Linked DNA regions of Sus scrofa: region 1 is linked to region 2. Evidence: chromatin contacts called from public Hi-C data. All regions are on one chromosome and are shown on one strand. Each heading gives the region's core, a stretch centred on a gene start, on an enhancer-like site or on the middle of the called end of the contact. The rest is flanking DNA. Distances are from core to core; before and after follow the strand shown.

What was found. A called contact is a pair of places that touch in the nucleus more often than the background predicts.
Region 1: a contact with region 2 is called in a Hi-C map of embryonic fibroblasts, with 2.5 times the contacts expected there. The contact joins the promoter of DMTF1 here to the promoter of SLC25A40 in region 2. A contact is called at or near these places in 1 of 47 Hi-C or Micro-C datasets (embryonic fibroblasts) and 1 of 2 datasets of contacts at active chromatin or transcription factors (alveolar macrophages).

The regions. Positions count from the first base shown.
Region 1 is chr9:93,461,874-93,464,894 of Sscrofa11.1, forward strand. It overlaps DMTF1 (cyclin-D-binding Myb-like transcription factor 1), which reads right to left and starts at 1,256. Exons shown (of 17, transcript XM_021063471.1): 1 at 1,055-1,256. LOC102166910 (a long non-coding RNA gene) reads left to right here and starts at 1,275. Exons shown (of 3, transcript XR_001304172.2): 1 at 1,275-1,391.
Region 2 is chr9:92,480,057-92,482,817 of Sscrofa11.1, forward strand. SLC25A40 (solute carrier family 25 member 40) reads left to right here and starts at 1,469. Exons shown (of 12, transcript XM_021102524.1): 1 at 1,469-1,713. DBF4 (DBF4 zinc finger) reads right to left here and starts at 1,259. Exons shown (of 12, transcript NM_001137637.1): 1 at 999-1,259. The coding sequence starts at 1,044.

The sequences.
Region 1 (3,021 bases), core at 6-2,505, 980 kb after region 2:
GGAAAGAAGATACACGAAGATGAATCAAGTTACGAGAAAAGCAACCACACATTGATCAATCAGGGAAAGAAAGTCCTGACCTATATTTCAGAGATTTATCACCTCTCCTTATCTACATCCAACTGTTTTTATTACAAAAACACATGCTGTATCATTCAACTGCAGAGAACGGCACTTGGCCACTTTTATTTTCAAATCTATGTTGTAGTTTCCCTGAAAAGATTCTCAAACTCTATTTTAAAGGATGAAGAAGATTAAAACAAAAAAAAATTTTCTTTGGAACTAGGCAAAATACAATTCCTAGTTTGCAATCGCATTTTCCTGGTTTCTGCCGGGTTAGGTCTGTCTCCCAGCACTCCAGCCCGTCTTTCCCTTCAAAAAGAGACTCAGGCTGACAGAGAAGGTTTGTCCGGCAACAACGATCCCCTCGGCCTGGGCCACGAATAAGTGAGCGAGAGTGAACCTCAAAAAAATGGGAGTAGAGTCGAAGACGCAAACAAGGTAAAAGGGAAAAAAACCGGGTGGAGTAGGGCGAGACCCGCCCCAACTCTCTCCATTCCATCCAAGCCCACTTCTCCTTCACTGGGTGATATAATTAAACCGAAAAGCTAACGAAAATATTAAAATTAAACAAGAACCCTTCGAGAAAGCAAGGAGAGCTTCCTAATCTCCGCCATCCCAGGCCCGAGTCTCTAGCCTAAGCTCTCGGCCCACCCCACCCCCAGGGGTCCCGGCGCCATTTAGCTCCTCCGAAGCCGCCGCCATTTTCCGCCCCCGCCGATTGCTAGCTGTGGCTCGGCGGCCGCTCGCTACCCTGCTCTGTAGCCCACGCCACCGCCGCAGGCCCGGCCCCGAGAGGGAGGCCCTGGCCTGAGCGTGCGGGACGGCAGCTTCAGCGTCACGAAGGCCCATCTCCGACCCCGCCCGCGGTGCCCCGACGCCGGCAGCTGGCGCCGGCCGGCGGGAGCAGGCGGGAAGCAAGGGGGCCGGACAGGCTCCACTGGGCGGAGCGGCCCTAGCGGCGGTTGGGACCTGAAGGTTCCATCGCACTTACTTCCTGTTTTGGGTCCGGGCACTTTGGAAGAACCAGGATGGAGGCTCCAAAAAATACCAGGATGGAGGAAGCAGCCACGGGCAAGAGTGGCTGCAGCTGGAGTGAGCGAGCGCTACGAGCCACCGGAAACGGAGCTACGGCCGCGCCACTCCCCCAGCCCCCGCACGCTCCCCCGCCCGGCCTCCTCTCTCTAGGGGCGGCTCTGCGCGCCTGACGCTTACGTCACTTCCGGCCAAGTTGGAGCGCGAAAAAGATTCCTGGTCATTGGAGCTTCAGTCCCCGTCTGAATGGGATTTGTTTATGGTCTGCTGTTTTCCTCTTCTCTTAGGAAATCTCGGTACTGATCATGCCGTTGCTAATACTATGAAGGAGAGCCTTTTTGGGCGCAACTGTGGTCGTCCTAGCTCAGGGCCGGTTGGGTCCCGCCAGCTGATTTTCTTTATTACCTTGGGGCTCTTGGCTGAGGGAGCCGCGGTGTGGAACGTCTTTCGAGCCGGGTCTGAGTGCAGATAGAAGCTAAGAATTGTGTGTCTGGGTTTTCTCACTTGGTCAGCCTTGCTGTAGGCGCGTAGACGTGTTACCTATTGGTCATGTGATGCAATTCTGGGTGAAATGTATCTTCTCTGAGCTTAGGAAGATGCTATTTTGTAGCGCACGGCAGGCCTTGTAAAGCACTGCTTTTTTGCTCTGGCTGCGCTTCAGTTACCTGGAGAGCTTTCCAGGCAAAACCGATACTCGGCCCCACCCCTAGGGAGTTTTTAAGCCTCCGGAGAACCCCTGCAAAGATTTTTGTTTTGAAAGAGTTCGGAAGGTTTAGTGGTCAGAACCCTGTTACAACTCTTTATGATTCTGACCTCAGTTTACTTGTTTTTAAACGTGGTTTATTTTACGCTGCTTCTCTTTCGCTACTGGGATGTCAGGAGTTTAAAAATTACAGTTGACACATGTTCTTGCATCCTACAACTGTGTGTAGGCTCACAATACATTGTCGCAATGGGAATGAATTCAGCATCAGTCGTAAAGGTCAAAAGAAGGCAACATGGGAATATGCACATCTTGGATGTTAATAATGCCTAGTGATTTCCTCTGTTTTGGCTTTTTTAAAAAAATTGTGTTATGCAACCTTGATTTCTTTCGAATTCAAAATGTAGCTGACTTTGTGGAAGTGACATTAATTCATCGAAGAAAGGGGAAGACAAGCAAACGGCACAATATTTGTTTAGATTTTAAGCCGAATGTATATAGTTTTCACCAGTAGTACATATTACCTGTTCTTCGGGGTAATTTTCTCACTGATAAATGTTGCATTTCACAAAAAGGAATGTAAAATGAGATAACATCGCACACCATTTAGAATAGCCAAAATTCACAACACTCACTGCACCAAGTGCAGATGAGGCTGTGGAACAATAGGAACTCTCATTCGTTGATAAAGGGACTGCACAATGGCATGGACACTTTGGAAGACAGTTTGCTGGTTTCTTCTAGAAGCAAGCATATTCTTGCCATATGATCCATTAATTGCTCCTTGATATTCGCCCCAAATAGTTGAAACCTTACTTCCATGTAAAAACCTGCACACATATTTATAGAAACTTCATTATAATTGCTAAAACTTAGAAGCAACCAAGGTGTGTATCTATTACTAAATGGATAAACTGTGATACATCCATACAATGTAATATTCAGTGGTAAAAAGAAGTGAGCCGTCATTGAGCCATGAAAAGACAGGGAGGACCCTTAAATGCATACAACTAAGAGAAAGGACTTAATCAGAAAAGGTACATTCTGAATTATTTCAACTGACATTCTGGAAAGGGCAAAACTATGGAGAGAGTAAGAAAAAACAAAAACAACAACAACAACAAAACAAAATTAAAAAACAGTAGTTGCCAGAGTCTGAGGCCAGAGGAAGAGAAATAGGTGGAGCATAGAGGATTTTTAAAGACAGCAAGAAACAATTTTGC
Region 2 (2,761 bases), core at 219-2,718:
AACACTATGTCACAAAATAATTACTGCTTACAGTCAGTAGTTAGATTTGCAGGAAATACGTGTTTATTCATGTTTTATGCGTTAAGGCAGGGAACTATATGAAACCAATTACATCTTAGGATGTAAACTCCGTGGAGTACTTACCAAATACTCAAGGAGCTTCTGCCATTCTGTTGAACACTCAAAACTGGTACTTAACATGTTGAACATCAAATAATGCAAGAAACCTGTTACCCAGAATGACCCAATCCTCTAGTTTCTATCTGCTCAAGGTTTAGTTTCAGTCAGAGTTACTGTACATATTAAGAACTAAATGGTCCATTTGAAGAACTAAATCACCATTCATTTCATTCTTTTGAAAACAAATTTGAGATCCAAACAACTGTTTAAAAAATTAAGGACTCAATCTGCTCATAAGTAGAAGACCACAGTAAATATACATATACACTATACATCTAAAAGGAAAACTTAAAGGCTGGAATCCTTTACCAAATAAAAGTGATCGAAAAATGAAAATTTACCTTTGTTTCTATTTTGAAAACAACAATGGTGTGTTTGAAATACAAATACTTTCCCTCCACTTTATGAGTAAAACCAAAAATCTACACCCACAATCACCCAATTTAATCCTGAAGCGAAAAGCCCTCAGCACATCTGCTTTTAAAGAGACTCTAGCTACAGCCTCAAACGGTCGCAGCGTCTGTGGGAGCCCCGGAGAGTTCCCGGGTTCGCACATTGTCTTCAGATTTCACAACCGAAGGCACCACTGGGAATCTGCGGTTGAAGCTGGAACGCTGAGGGCGCGAGAGCAGGGCCGGGATCCACTCACTTTCTGAGGCAAAACCTTAAACCGAGCCTTCCTTCAGGCCTCAGAGCAGAAGGAACATGTCAGAATAGGAAAGCAGCAGACTCAGCGCGAGAAATCTCAAGAATTAATAATGGAACCAGGAGGGGAGGAAAGGATTAAAGGGACTGCGGGCGGAGGAGGGGCTTCATACCCTGGAAATGTCCTCTGCTGTGGATCCTCATGGCTCCGGAGTTCATGGCAACTCGCCGGTACCTACATGCTGGGTCCGGGGAGGGTGTCGCGCCGGGTGGCCGCGGAAACACAGCTCCTCGAGGCCCGTTGACCGGCCGCTCGCTTCTCCTCTTCCGCGGGCCACCACACCCACGAAGGAGAGAGGCCGCGTCTATCCGCCGGGTTTCCGGGGCCGAACTTAACCCCAGGGCGCGGAGCAGGAAAAGGTGAAGCACAACGAGTGGGCTGCGGCGGTTGAAGATTTGAAAACGCGTCACGCGACGCGGCGCCGATACGCGCGCCCCGCCCCCTCTCACGCGGCACGCCTCGCCCCGCCTCGCGCTCGCCCCCACGTGCCCGCCCCCTCGCGTCGCGCTGGACCCCTGCGTGCCCGCCTCTTCGCGCTGCGCGCCCCACCCCTCACGCCCCGCCTCCTCCCGCCGTGCGCCCCGCCCCCACGGGCCGCGTCTCCACCCGCTCCCCTCCCCCACTGCGATGCTTTCTCAGCCTCATCTTCGCGGTTGGTTCCTGCTGCTTCTTGTCCCTATGCTTTTTTGTACAGTCCCTGTGGCTCGGAGTTGACCAAACGTAGTGAATGCAGTTAGCACCAAAGGCCGGCCCACCCTGCCCTCAGCGTCATTCCCGCCTTTTGAGGTTGCTGGGACCGCCTGCACTGCAGCCGCCTCCTCCCTCAGGTACGCTAGTTTTCCTCGACCTGTCCGGAGGGCTGGAAGCGCGGCGGCTGCGGCCGAGCCAGGACTCACCTTTAGGCCGGGCAGGTTGGCAGCGACAGACTCTGTTCGGCTCGCCCAGAGTCGCAGAGCGTAGTTTTCCCGCGGTCGCCCCGCTGGCTGGAGGCAGGCCGCAAAGGGACTCTCCCGGCAGAGAGCGGCGGCGGGTTTGGGGGGGGCGTCGGAGCGAGGGTTGGGCCTGAAGGCCCCGGCCTGGAGCGCGTCCGGGGCGCTTTGTGCCTTTTGATGCTTGTGTGCACCGCTCAGTTAACCTCTGCTGTGCACTCTGTTGTTTTCGTCTTATTGGGTAGAAGTTTATTTCAGCAATAACAGAACGAAAGGGGAATTCGAAATCTCAAGTCTACGATTTGGGGTCTGGACCAACCACCGATTAGCCTGTAAAACTTGGGTTTAATTACCTAATCCCTTTGAGACTCAGTTTTTTCATCCGGGACTTGTAGTAAAGAATAAATTTGAATGTTTTGAGAAGTAAATTAATTTTCTAAGTGGGAGAGCGCTTACACATACAAAATGAATTTTGGTGTTTCTGCTCTTAAACTTCTTAAAGAGTAAAAAGGGTTAAATCTTGTGCTGTTTTGCTTTTCTTACCTCCTGGCCTCGGTGGTCACTTATTGTTTAATGATTGATTTTTAACTCAGTAGCTCGGGGAAGTTAGTGCCGATATCACCGTTTCACAAATAGGTAGTTTAAAGCAAAGATAAGGGTAAATTGTAATACCGTTAGTCAAAATGGAGAGCACAGAGAGGTGGTCCAGGTTTGCTAAGGGAAATTAGAGTTTTGCAGTGATGGTTTTAGTTTGAGGGGCTTGAGGAGACAGGTGTGGAACTGTCTTTATTAGACGCTTGGTAATATTTGTCTATAATTCAGGGGAGATGTTCTGGAGGGAGTGATGGTGGTGGCACAGAAAGGGAATATAGATTGATTTGAGAGACATGGTACAGACCAATCACTGATTCTCAGTCATAGGGTGATATGTAAAAGGTTATCAGAT